3 separate regions of the Hordeum vulgare genome follow, and all the other regions are linked to region 2. The links are chromatin contacts, called in public Hi-C maps. All regions are on one chromosome and are shown on one strand. Each heading gives the region's core, a stretch centred on a gene start, on an enhancer-like site or on the middle of the called end of the contact. The rest is flanking DNA. Distances are from core to core; before and after follow the strand shown.

The links. A called contact is a pair of places that touch in the nucleus more often than the background predicts.
Region 1: a contact with region 2 is called in a Hi-C map of leaf, with 4 times the contacts expected there. The contact joins the promoter of LOC123401245 here to the promoter of LOC123404475 in region 2. A contact is called at or near these places in 4 of 6 Hi-C or Micro-C datasets (leaf and seedling) and 1 of 1 datasets of contacts at active chromatin or transcription factors (embryo).
Region 3: a contact with region 2 is called in a Hi-C map of leaf, with 7 times the contacts expected there. The contact joins the promoter of LOC123402579 here to the promoter of LOC123404475 in region 2. A contact is called at or near these places in 4 of 6 Hi-C or Micro-C datasets (leaf and seedling).

The regions. Positions count from the first base shown.
Region 1 is chr6H:466,059,657-466,064,103 of MorexV3_pseudomolecules_assembly, reverse strand. LOC123401245 (protein KINESIN LIGHT CHAIN-RELATED 2-like) reads left to right here and starts at 2,653. Exons shown (of 3, transcript XM_045094995.1): 1 at 2,653-2,948; 2 at 3,179-4,447. The coding sequence starts at 3,265.
Region 2 is chr6H:466,479,730-466,484,008 of MorexV3_pseudomolecules_assembly, reverse strand. LOC123404475 (histone-lysine N-methyltransferase SUVR5) reads right to left here and starts at 1,939. Exons shown (of 13, transcript XM_045098407.1): 1 at 1,799-1,939; 2 at 1-876. The coding sequence starts at 757.
Region 3 is chr6H:466,787,127-466,791,595 of MorexV3_pseudomolecules_assembly, reverse strand. It overlaps LOC123402579 (histidinol-phosphate aminotransferase, chloroplastic-like), which reads left to right and starts at 1,573. Exons shown (of 9, transcript XM_045096505.1): 1 at 1,573-1,901; 2 at 2,143-2,226; 3 at 2,487-2,641; 4 at 2,725-2,822; 5 at 2,937-3,045; 6 at 3,138-3,295; 7 at 3,397-3,539; 8 at 3,630-3,770; 9 at 3,981-4,391. The coding sequence starts at 1,656. The coding sequence ends at 4,115.

The sequences.
Region 1 (4,447 bases), core at 1,404-3,903, 420 kb after region 2:
AGTGACCCGGCGGCCTGTTCGGACGAGCGGGTTTGAGGGGTCCGGTTATATATATGCCCTTAGAGCATCTACAATCGGACACCTTAAATGACACCTCGTACGCCCACGGACGAGCCTGGTCAGTGACCAAATACGAGAGAGATGGAAAAAATGACCCAACCGAACCCCTTGTATCATCCGTATACGCTTGGTTGTGCGTGAATACTCATATCCATCTCAAATATGAGGAGGATATGAGGGCAGTCCGCCACATAGGACGCGGTCCCTCCCCGGACCACCTTTTTCTTTTCTTTATGCATTCTTTTTTTTTCTTCAGCAATCACGTGCAAGTGACGCATATGAGAAAAAAATGAAAAATATGGCTGCATACTTGGACAAATAAGAAACATGTCCGGTCATTAACCGGACGCATCTACGGACGTTTAAAGGATCATATTTGCAATGTCCGGTTCTAGACGCTCTTATATGACAAAACATGGCGAGATGGTGTGGTCGGAAGGGTCACCGGCGGTTTGAGGTTTGGGGTGGAGATGCCCTGCCATCGCTTCTGAGAGAACAAGGGTGAGAATGCCTTCCTTTTCCGGGGGCATGGAAACGGCGACAGGACAACCCAGGCCAACGGCCGGCTGGTGAGCAGCAGAGCAGGTGTGTTATTTCAATTTCATTCGACGACGCCCGTTCGGTGATCCGCGTTGGAGGCGCCGTATTATTCCATCAATCCCCGCACTTGCTGCCGCATCTCTCGCCGCTGCTAGCCAGGTGATCCTCCCTTTCCATTTTCTAGAAGGAATGATAATATGAAACCCAACGTATTGCACGTTTGCTGTCAGTCGTCACTAGCCAGCGGCGCTCTACAACTGCTCCAAATCCAGCATCCACACCCAACACAAAACACCGAATATTTCCATCTCCGGTTCTTGTCGGTGACTCCGTGGCAATACTATGGTTTTGATCGAAGCATTGACCAACCACCACGAGGCAATCACACAATCGATGACGGGATCCACCTCGACGCGGTGCAGATGACAGGGAAGACCACACCAACAAGCGAACGAGTTCCCGATGGATGATGGAGTCCGTTCAGAGGAACCCATCCATCCATCCGTCCGGCCAAATAAAGCCAGCAGCGCCACCAAGTGGCTGGCCGGCCGCCGGCCGGTGACGAGCAAGTCTGGCCGACCCCTTAAGCAAGCGAGCGACGAATCCGTTGTCTATGTTTTGTTTCCGCCCTGCCGTCGCTTTCCTGCCACCCGATCCTCCACTCTGTCATCTCGCCCGTTTCTTTCCGCTAACAACCAAGCAACAGCACAAGACCAGCGACCTTTCCTCCCGTCCCGCTGCAACAGCAACGGCACCTCTCGGGGACATGCTGCAATCATATGGTGGCCAAAATGCTGTACATAGCACAACGTGTAATTCAAAAAGTAAAGGTTTCCCGAAAGATATTTGAAAAATCTTGGAGTACTGTCTTCTTTTAATCACACTGAAAACGACGGCTAAACTTATAACGCGATGGATATCTTGTCCATGGATATTTTCACCAGTAGATGAAACGTCTAGTCTCACAAGAAATGATATGACGCCACAACGACGTACTTCCTCCGTCGCATAATATAAAAATATTTTTTTACGTTAATATTATGAAACAGAGGAAGTATCTTGTTAGAGGCTGCAATGTTCACTAGTTAGACTCAGCACGACAATAAAAAAAGAATGTTGACACATCATAATAGATTAATAGTAGAACGGAACCAAATTAATCCCTAATCCTTACTTTTACAAGTTTTTATCGATGACATGGAGCTTCGACACTAAAAACAACAATGATGAACGCTCGTCGAATCTATGCATCGCAGTTGTTTTGTCCAAGGTATCCTCAAAAGAGCTAGCAGCAATGGTTTCACTAACAATAATGATACCTCGTTGGTTGGGAACCCATTTAGCTCTATTCAACTATCATAGCTCACTCCAATAACTTATTTTCCGATAGAAGAGGGGTCCTACATCTGCATTGATTGTTGCAAGCGACCATACAACATGCTTAAGATGATACTAGAAATGGTGAGAAGTTTAACCCAAGAGAATAAACTTATCCATCACAGCTAGATTCTCAACGCATATCTTATTCTATCTACGCTTAACAAAAAGAATGTGCAATCCAAAAAAATTATGTATGTCAATGTAAAATCTGTAGGCAACTACGGCAACATAAAAATGCATACACGCCATCGACAAGATGCCTCAAATGTTAAAATGTCAGCCTGCCATATTGATACCCGTTATGGGTGCCGTATGATGCATCAAGTGGTAGATCAGGAAGTAAATTATGGTTATGATTTTAAATAAAATTATATACTCCTCCTGAACAATATTTATTGACGCTGGTTTAGTACTTATCCAAATAATTGTAGTTGAAAAGAACTAGTCTAGTTTTTTTCAATTACAATTATTTAGATATAGAGGGAGTATAATTTTAGAAAAGGAGTATTTTATTTTTCTTCTTCCGAATTTTGCAAGTAGTGGAAAGGAAGTACTTTGTAAATAAAATCCAAAGGAAAAAAACCCTCCATGGGCCTCATCACAATGGCTAGTACTTTGTAAATACTAAAATCTTTACTCTCCCCTTCCCGGTCAAAATCCATCTTCTCTTCCCCACAGCGACATTTGCTCTCCACCATCCCGTGCCTTTCCTCTTCCTCCCCCACCTATTTCATGGTGCTCTGACCTACACAAGCTCCAATCCCACACCCAATGCAGCTCTAAAATCTCTCCTCCACTCCACCACCGCTGCTCCCTCCCTAGAGCTGCCGCCGCGCGGTAGCTCCGCGCCATCGCTGACGCCTCGACCCCCCAGCCTCTCCGCCGTCGCTGCCGTCGCCGCGCCTCATCGCGACGTCCCGTCCCTGCTGTCTCCACCCCGTCAGCGATCTCGGGCGTTGGTTCTTGAGGTATGAGCTCGTGGCCGTCCGGAGATTCCCAAAACCCAAACTAGCATCCGCAGATTTTCTAGATCCGCCCCTCCCCGCAGTTAACTCGGCCCGTTAATCCGGCATTTATTAACAGCTTCCGAGCTAGCCGAAAATTGGAGCTCTCATAAATTGATCCGTGATGGTTTTGATTTTGTATCACTTACATCTTGTTTACCTCAATTTATTGATTGTATTCTGTTTCTTTCAAGGTGTTGCGGAGAGCCTTCCAATTTCATCCGGCTCTCCTCTTCCGAACAAAGGGTGAGAAGAATTTTTTGCCTGATTGCCCCCGAAGATGCCAGGAATCATAGTGGATGGAGTTGTTACAGAGGAGATTCAGCATGAGGTGAGTTCCTCTCAAAACAAGGAGAATTTGACGGCCCCAACCATGGCGCCAAGCATGCAGAGTGAGGCACTTGAGATGCACGTTGAGGATTCTGGTGCCGGGGAACCCTCGATTGAGCAACTCTACAACAATGTGTGCGAGATGGAGAGCTCAAGTGAGGGTGGCGGATCCCCATCACGCGAGAGCTTTGGGTCGGATGGGGAGGAATCAAGGATTGACTCGGAGCTTCGCCACCTTGTTGCTGGGGAGATGGAGGCCATGAAGGTCATTGAGGAGGAGGAGGAGAAGGAGAAGGGGAGTGGAAGTGTTACAAATGCAGCACCTACTGCTGGCAATGGGACCCCTGCCAGGCCTCAGTCTTCCAATTCATCCAAGAAGAAGGCTGCAAAATCACAGCTTGAATCGGATGCTTCTGTTGGCCCCAATGGCAAAGCATCCCCCGAGGAAGGTGAGAGTGAGGTCAGCAAGCCCGGAAGCCGAGTTGGCCGTCGCCGGAAAGCTAATGCCAAATCACAGAATGGAACAGAAGATGCTGGGCTCGATAACCCAGACCTTGGTCCATTTCTTCTTAAGCATGCAAGAGACTTGATTGCCTCTGATAATCCACGGCGAGCGCTGAAATATGCTCTCCGTGCCACCAAGTCATTTGAGAAATGTGCAGGTGGAAAGCCAAGCTTGAACTTGGTCATGAGTTTGCATGTTGTGGCTGCAATCCACTGCAACATGGGAAAGTACGAAGAGGCTGTACCTGTGCTACAACGATCCCTCGAGATTCCTGTGACCGAGGAAGGTCAGGAGCACGCACTTGCCAAGTTTTCTGGTTGCATGCAATTGGGGGACACCTATGGGATGCTAGGCCAGATTGCCCTCTCACTGCAATGGTATGCCAAAGGGCTTGATATCCAGAAGCAGACATTGGGGGAGCAGGATCCAAGGGTTGGAGAGACTTGCCGGTACTTGGCCGAGGCTCATGTGCAGGCACTACAATTAGATGAAGCACAAAAATTGTGCCAGATGGCTCTTGACATTCATAGGGATAATGGCCAGCCAGCATCACTTGAAGAAACGGCTGATAGGAGGCTAATGGGTCTTATTTGTGACACTAAGGGTGACCATGAAGCTGCGTTAGAAC
Region 2 (4,279 bases), core at 690-3,189:
TGCCGTTTTTAGGTGAGACAGATGTCTCGTTCTCTTCCTGAGAAAATATTTTACTTACTAACCCATCACAAGCTCTTTCTGATAGACCTTGAAGTGGGCATGACGACTCCTTTTGGACATCATGAGATCCGGCCATATCATTGCTGACTTCCTTGTTTACCAAGTCAGCCCCGACTCCCTTACTTGCCATGTCAGTCCCAAATTCCTTACTTTCTGCATCAACATTGACGTTATATTTGACTTCTACTTCTGTCGTTTTCTTGCCTTTGGAAGGACGGACATCTCCATTTGACTGGCATGACCTAAGTCCAGTCACTATATTGGGTGGTGAACACATCTCCTGGGAATGATGTAAATCCTCCTTACTGATGCAGTGTTTGCTGCAGTTGACATCCCCTGGGGAGCTATTATTTTCCAAGCTTGCATTCAACTGAAACCTTACATCATTGAAGTAAGCATCCTGGACGTTCTTTTCTTTATGTGGTACAAAAAAGTTCACCTCTGATAAACCATCCAAGCTAACAGAAGACTTTTCAGAGGAACCATCTACTTTCTCATCTGTGCTCGAGCCAGAAGAATTGTTAACTTGAACAGGGTTAGAACTTATCACGACATTTGTTTGATGAACATCAGAGGCTTGCCACCCGTGGTCATTACATGATAAGGTATGTTTCCTATCATACGAAATAGATGAAATTTTCTCCACGTCATTCTGTAATTGGCAATCCGCTTGCATAACAGGTGGATCCATCAGCATTTCTTTGATAAGTTCAGATCTGCCAATCCACTGTGAAAAAAAGCAGGATTTCTAAAAGCAGTGCAGGAAAAATCCTCTACTGGCTTCAAGTCCATAAACGCTTATGACTTATTCAACACCTAGAAACAAAAGTGTGGTTTAGGAGTGTAGAAATTTCATATGAAAACAAATGTATAGCAGAAGGAACAAAAATAAACTTACTGAACAGATAATGGAGCTCCAGCTTAAACAGAAAATGGTAAAATGATTAAAGTTCAGCTTTATGGTCATATTTGAAGTTACAACTTTATTGGCTATGCATAATGACTTGCAGTTCCATTTGATTAACCAAGCAAATTTCTTGCCAGTAAACACAAAGCGTTTGCACTCATGTACTCAACAAATCTTGGTTTTGCAATCGGCTACTTATAACAGTTTAAATAAGAAACATGACAGGTTATTATGCGACAGTTGGCAGTACATACTACTCCCTCCGTTTCTATGGAGGGAGTACATAACAACTTAGCCACAGGAATTCAATACCTGAGATATGGTACTGATGCTGAGACTGGTACCAAGACACAACAGATGTCCCTTCGGAGAAAATACGCAAATACACCATCGAGCGAAAATTTAGAATGCACGGGAGCAATCAAATTTACATGAATCATACAAGTACGACGCACTCCCAAAAAAATTACGAAATACTGCTATGGCAAAAACACACGAGGATTGTACGGTATTGGTTATACGTACATTACTGGCACAGAGGGGCGGCATTGGCCTACTGGAATCGGTATCATTAATTATTTGTACCATCAAAACCCTAACGAGCCGCTTCAATGCCTATGAAAAACTCCCGTGGTAGGACGAACTCAGCCCACGAATTAATGCGCCCATGGGATCCACTCTGAAAGCATCAGGATCCTTCAGGACTCCCGCGACGGAGTTTAGATTTCTATTTCCTATAGGCGCCTGTATCTGCGCGCCCAGCGATTCAAATCCCGGAATAAGAGGAATGGGGCCGATCCTTGAAACGGAGGGGGTGCGAGGGAGAATTACCCTTCTCGACGAGGCTCCGCGGTGGCATCGGCGGGTGTCGAAGACGGCGGCAGGGGCAGGAGCACCCGCAGATGTCTCGGTGGAGGCAGGAGGATGCGGCGGAGGCGGCGGAGGCGACGGGAGGGCGCGCGCCGACGGGGCCACGGCGGTCAGGAGACCGGGGCGGCGCCGACCGGAGGAGGGGGGCGGGGTCGCCGCGAGAGGAGGAGGCGGTGGTGGCGACACAGGGTTTGCGACGTGAGGGGGAGAGAGATGCGGGAGGTGGGCGGCGTGCTCGCGATACCCACAGGTAAAAAAAGGGTAAACGAAATAAAATAAACGCCCACCCAATTTTACTTACCCGGATTAACCGTTCAGGCCGACTTGAGAGAGTATGGGCTAGTATGGGCTAGAGTTGGGCTTCAGCGGAACTTTCTGTTTCGCAACTCGTGCTAGTGAATTCGGTCCTAGGCAGGGATAGTAATGGATACCCATCACCCACCTATCCTGCGAGTAAAAACTCTATAAAAATAAAGGTATGAGATAAAAAAATTAGTCATGGGTATATAAATAGAAAAATCTAAAACTCATTGGGTAGAGCGGTTATGGGTATGCGATCATATAACTCATACCCACATACCCATATACCCATATAAATCTTTGTAAACTCATTATTACCTATACAATCTACACTATATCAATAGCTTGTGAAATGAAACTGTATGACTATGTGTTGTTGTTTATGACTATATGATGTTGTTTATAAGTATATGTTGTTGTTATATCTATTTTTGTAAACTATGATTATATCTTGTTGTTTATGACTATAAATTGTTCAAATTGTTGATTTGCAAACATGGATAATTTTACCCGTGGATACCAGTCTACCCTATCGGGTAACGGGTATGGGGAAAATTATATCCGTTGACAGGTATGGGTAAGGGTGATGGGTAAGCTCAGGGGGCATGTAAGGGTATGGGATGGCTCCACTCATACCCATACCCTACGGGTGCCATCCCTAGTCCTAGGTTGCAAAGCGGAGCAACGTTGTATACAATTACATAATAGGTAGAAGAACACAGAAAGTAGAGGAAGAATTATCTTTATTAATGATGATCTTCGTTACAATGATTGCTCCTCGTCTCTTAATATAGGAGTAGGGGTCAAGGGATAAGTAACCACTTAACCAAAAGAGGGGAAACAAAGAGAGGGGTTGACTTCGTGCCTCGCACGAAAGCCGTCGTTGCCTCGTCCCACGATGGGTTCGGTTTCCCAACACTCTTTCTTGGGTAATTATCCTTATATCCATGTCTCAAAACTCCGAAAAACCAAGTGGGAACAAATATGAAGAAATAGCGCATAGTATACGTTGTTGTATTGCACGAATTGCCTCGTCAAAAACCTTAGGTGAGAAACATCAGGATGAAGGAAAAAAGAGTACAATTCACTCAACCATCAGGCCGAGTACTCAACCATCGGGATCGAGATTTTAGCGACGAGTTTGTGAAGTTTCTCCCCCCTAAACCTTGCATCTCTCTAAGTCTCATCATATCGATTCCATGCACACACCTCTCAAAGGATGATGCGGATAATGATTCAATGAACATATCAGCAAGATTGTCACATGACTTGGTATGCAAAATTCTCACCTCGTTCAACTGTTGCAGTTCGTGTGCATAGAAGAACTTGGTACTAATATGCTTTGTGAGGTTACTCTTCACATAACCCATATAAACTTGTGCAACATGATAGAGCACTTGATAGAGGCGAGGGTGTCCCGATCTTTCAATGAGATGGTAACTATCGATTTGGTGGAGACGACTTTGATGATCCGACTATAAACGTGCACGACGTTGCGCCTTAGCAATCGCTAAACCAATCTCCAAGAGGTTATTGACCACGCCGGAGCACGATTAACCTGACCACGAAGGTCTATTCCTACAAGCAATCGAAGAACAAGCAAGAATATGATATTGCAGTGTGAATATTGCGAATATATATGAAGTATTGATAAGGGTGAGGATCCGAAAGCGGTCTTCATCTGGTCGTTGGACACAAACGAAGTACACGAAGTTGCAATGGCTAACTGTTAACTAAACAAATCCCAAGCAGAAAGCTACTAGGTTGATCTACTTATATAGGAGCAAGGGGTGGCGGCCAAGGAGGTGGGATGACATCCAAGACAGCCTAAAAGTAACCCTAGGTCGTACAAGGCCTATGGGCCCAAGTGGAGGTGGTGCAACACCTTTGAACTTGTTGTTTGACTCGGATTCTGGTGCAACCTCATTTTGTTTGGTCGATATCTTCATGCTCCGGACGCATTTGAAGGTGCTTCCAATTGGGCCGGAAAGCCAGTAAAATCTACTTTGCAGCCCAAAAAGAATCACGCAATTTGGACTCCGGATGAAAAAATTGAAGACATTTTGGTACAGGTATGTCTTTGAAGTCCGAATCTGAGTCCAGAACGTGAAAGACTTGGACTCTATCTTCTCTTGGGCTAAA
Region 3 (4,469 bases), core at 324-2,823, 310 kb before region 2:
CTCGGTCGGCCCAGGCCAACGACGCTGTAGGTGCTGGGCTGTTAATGGGCGCGTGCAACCCTGACTAGGAGCTCCCCTCCACCCCGGCGTCGAAACGATCGGACCAATGAAGGAACCGGTCCCTATTACGAGATCCGTTAGAAATGGCCCAACCCGTCTAAAATATATATGTGACTCGTATACCCCCCCCTCCTCCGCTATGTTTATTAGACAACGAGCGTCTTAGGGTTTTCATCCTTCATATTCCCTGCCCTCTCCGCCACAATTGTCGGCCATTCCATTTCTACAACGATCGTTTCCGCGTGGCAACTTTCATCTCTCGCAAATCCATGGTCGATGGAGCTCGTGGGCATGGAGCCGTGGCTATCTGTGCGGTGCCGACACGACGCAAAGGCCGACAGCTTCATCCGGCTCGTCGTCGAGCCGTGGTGCTCGAAGCAGACATGCAAACGCAACTCGCAACGATGGCCGGGGGCATGTGGGCTCGCTTCTTCAAGGTCGACGATGCTCTTGGACCAAACAACAAGAGGTGTCGCGAGGCGGAGGAGGAGCTCCATGCCGCGCAGTACAGAGTGGTGGCCGGAGAAAATGGCGTCGAATGGCTCGCGGCGACGAAGAAAGGGTACGAGTTCGCCAACGTTTACCGGAGGTCAGCGCAGGAGTTCTACCTCGACGTGCCGACCATCCCTAGGTCTACATCAGTTTGATCTATGTTTTTATATTTTGAATGTATGATGAACTCCGGTGGTGAACTATCTCGGCTCAAACTTTGTTTTATATTTACAATATCATTTTAGTACATCTATTATGTCGTGTCGTACACGATATCACAAGGATGTGTCTATGACACATCTAGATGTAACATAGTTATTGCGTATCTATAAGATCAATAATATATGATTTAGGTATGCAATACTTAGGCCCTGTTTGGTTTCAATAAGTTAGGTGACTTATAAGTCAGGTGACTTAAAACCAAGGACTTATAAGTCACGTTTGTTTGGTTGTCATCTGACTTATAAGTCACCTATCATGCAAAAGTAGGTGACTTATAAGTTTTAAGTTGGGGTGGAGCAACTTATAACTTATAAGTTGGGGTGACTTATAAGTTGGGTGTGTTTGGCAAAATAAGTCACTTTTGGCATTTTTCAACTTATAAGTTGGTGACTTATTTGGAACAAAACAAGGTCTTATTTCATATGTAGATGTGTTGCAGGAAAACCGATATCACAAATTTATTTTAGATTAGAGGATCCTCAAACGAATTTTGCGGCCCAGATTTTTAGAGATTTTGCTCTACTTATATACTCCCTTCGTTTCGAAATATAAGTCTTTTAAGAGATTTTACTATGAGACTACATACAAAGCAAAATGAGTTAATTTATACTTTAAAATATATTTATATACATTAGTTTTCTAATGAAATTTTTAGAAAAACTTATATTTAGAAAGATTAATATTTAGAAACAGAGGGAGTACTAGGCAGGCAAGAGGCAATGCGCCCGTCTCAGCACGAATATCAAAGCGCGACACAGACGTGTCGGGTCTCCGCCACTTGTCCCCTCACGTGGCCGAAACGCCGCCTATCGTTTTCACTTGTCCGTCGTCCTCTGTTGAACTCGGCCGGCCGTCCGTGGCACCAACCAACCGCGCCGTCGATGGACTGTGCCGTCCGAGCCCGCATCAGGAGCCCGTCGCCGGCCGTTTCCCACTTCTCCGGAGAGGGGCGGCGCCGCCAGGCGTCCAGGGTGTCCTTCCGCACCATGGCGTCCGCTACTCCAGTAGAGGAGCCCGCGGCGGCGGCGGCGGCGGTGGCTGAGGCGGAGCCGCGGCCGAGCGGCGCCTCCTTCATCCGCCGCCACCTCAGGAGCCTCTCCGCGTACCAGCCCATCCTGCCCTTCGAGGTATCCTTATCCGTCCAAAGCTTAGACACTCCTGTACCTTTCAGTGAAAGATGCTCCGCGTTTCGCTGCGCTTGCGAGGTGCTTGTGGAAATGTCGCGCGGCGACGTGCTTGCGCTTCTGGAAGGAAATGCTCGAAACCAAGCTCCCGTGGCGTCTCAGCTGTCTGGATATAGTTTCGAAGCTGTAATCTGCAATTCCTTGACGTTGTTTGACCAAATTGGAAAATTGGAACTCTTGCTAGGTGCTATCTGCTCGGCTGGGCCGTAAACCAGAGGATATAATCAAGCTGGACGCCAATGAAAATCCATATGGTCCACCGCCGGAGGTGTGTACTTCTAATTCCCGTATTCGGATTACTCTAATGAGTGATAACCTCTATCGTGTAGTAAAAATCTCAGCGTCAACATTGCTACTTTGGTTTAGAAGCAGTCTTAAAATCCAATTAAAACACAGTAGCATACTAGTATCATGTATGCTTTTCAGCCTGTAACAGAAAATGACATATCTCTATAGAGTAACAAAAAGGTACCAAGACAATCCATATCTTCTCTTTTCTGTCTCTAATGGATACCTGTTTCTGTACAGGTAGCTGCAGCATTAGGAAATTTGAAATTCCCTTATGTGTACCCTGATCCTGAAAGCCGCCACTTGCGTGCTGCTCTCGCTGAAGATTCTGGACTTGAAACTGAGCACATACTTGTTGGATGCGGCGCTGATGAGCTAATTGATTTAATTATGAGGTTAGTTTGTAGCTCATCTGGCACCTGTTTTTTGTTGAAATCTTCATCTCAAAGTTGAGTAACCATCAATAATGGAAATGCAGATGTGTACTTGAACCAGGTGATAAAATTGTAGATTGCCCTCCAACTTTTACCATGTACGAATTTGATGCTTCAGTCAATGCTGCACTTGTCATCAAAGGTAGCTAATGATCTCTTGGTCTTTTATTTATTAAACCTTCTGTGATTTTTATATGTTAAATTTATGTGATTTCTGAATCTGATTTTATATGCCATTCATCATTCCTTGCTCTAGTCCCAAGACTTCCTGATTTCTCCCTAGACATTGCAAACATTGTCAAAATGGTTGAACAGGAGAAGCCAAAATGCATATTTTTGACATCTCCGAACAACCCAGATGGCAGGTATGTCATTGCCACTCAACAGTCGTGTTAATTTATTTGCTTATCGTGTTTATTGCAGTATTTTACAGAATCATTTCAAATTTTTTGGTTAGTGTAATCAACGATGAGGATCTTTTAAAGATCCTTGACCTTCCGGTACTTGTAGTGCTGGACGAAGCATATGTTGAGTTTTCGAGCCTTCAATCAAGGATGACATGGGTTAAGAAGCATGATAATCTGATTGTTCTCCGAACATTTAGCAAACGAGCAGGTGTGTGATTTGTGTTCTATCGTTTTAGTGTGTATAGAAAGTTTATGTGTTATGAAGAAGCAAAAGGAAGTAAATTTATTTATGAGTTACCCGTGATGCAGGTTTAGCTGGGCTTCGTGTGGGTTATGGAGCATTTCCTCTAAGCATTATTGAGTACTTATGGCGGGCCAAGCAGCCTTATAATGTTTCTGTGGCAGCAGAAGTCTCTGCATGTGCTGCCTTGGAGAACCCAGTCTATTTGGAGGTACATCTTTCACAAAGATAATTCAAATGTAACATCATTTTGAAAATTCGAACTTGGCTAATACGTCTGTTGGACCTTTCATCCTTGAAGAGTGTGAAAAACCTGCTACTACAAGAGAGGGAGAGGCTGTATAATCTTCTCAAAGGAATACCTTACCTGAAACCATTTCCCAGTCATGCTAACTTCATTCTGTGTGAAGTCACGTCAGGAAAAGATGCAAAGAAAATAAAGGTCTGGCTTGCTTATTATTGCACTGTCCAAGTTTCAGCCTTATTTCCTTGAGATAATATAGCCCCTTTAATTGTGATTTTGAGGTGACAAAATGATGATATTTGGCGATCATTGCTATTCACACTTCTAAACATATATGCGATTTAAATCCCGTTGAACAATACAGGACATGCAGTTTTATTCACTTGAATTGGTGGAAAATATTTGCAGGAGGATCTTGCAAAGATGGGGGTGATGATCCGCCACTATGACAAGAAGGAACTTAAGGGTTATATCCGTATTTCAGTTGGAAAGCCTGAGCACACTGATGCACTAATGGAAGGCTTCAAAGCACTCAAGCTTTGAGTATTTGCCTTGATTTACTTTGATGGAAGCAGTGAAGAGCTTAGTGAGTATGCGTGTCCCCATTACTAGGCTTGTAGCACACTGGATGCAGTCTATCAAGTAGACATCGCTTCCCTCCCAACATTAGTAAAGTGCATTCTTCAGATTCCAAAGCAACCAGGGTGAACCAACTTTCAATAAAATATATATGTTTAACCAGTGTTGTAGGTCCAACCATTTAGCCATAAACTCTGTTTCCGCAAATTTATTGTGCAGAGCAAGACTTGGTTGAGTTCCTGATTGGTGTTGCTTCTTTCTGACGTTGGCATAAATATGTACTCCTACTTACTTTTTGCAACGTTTTCATGTCAGTAC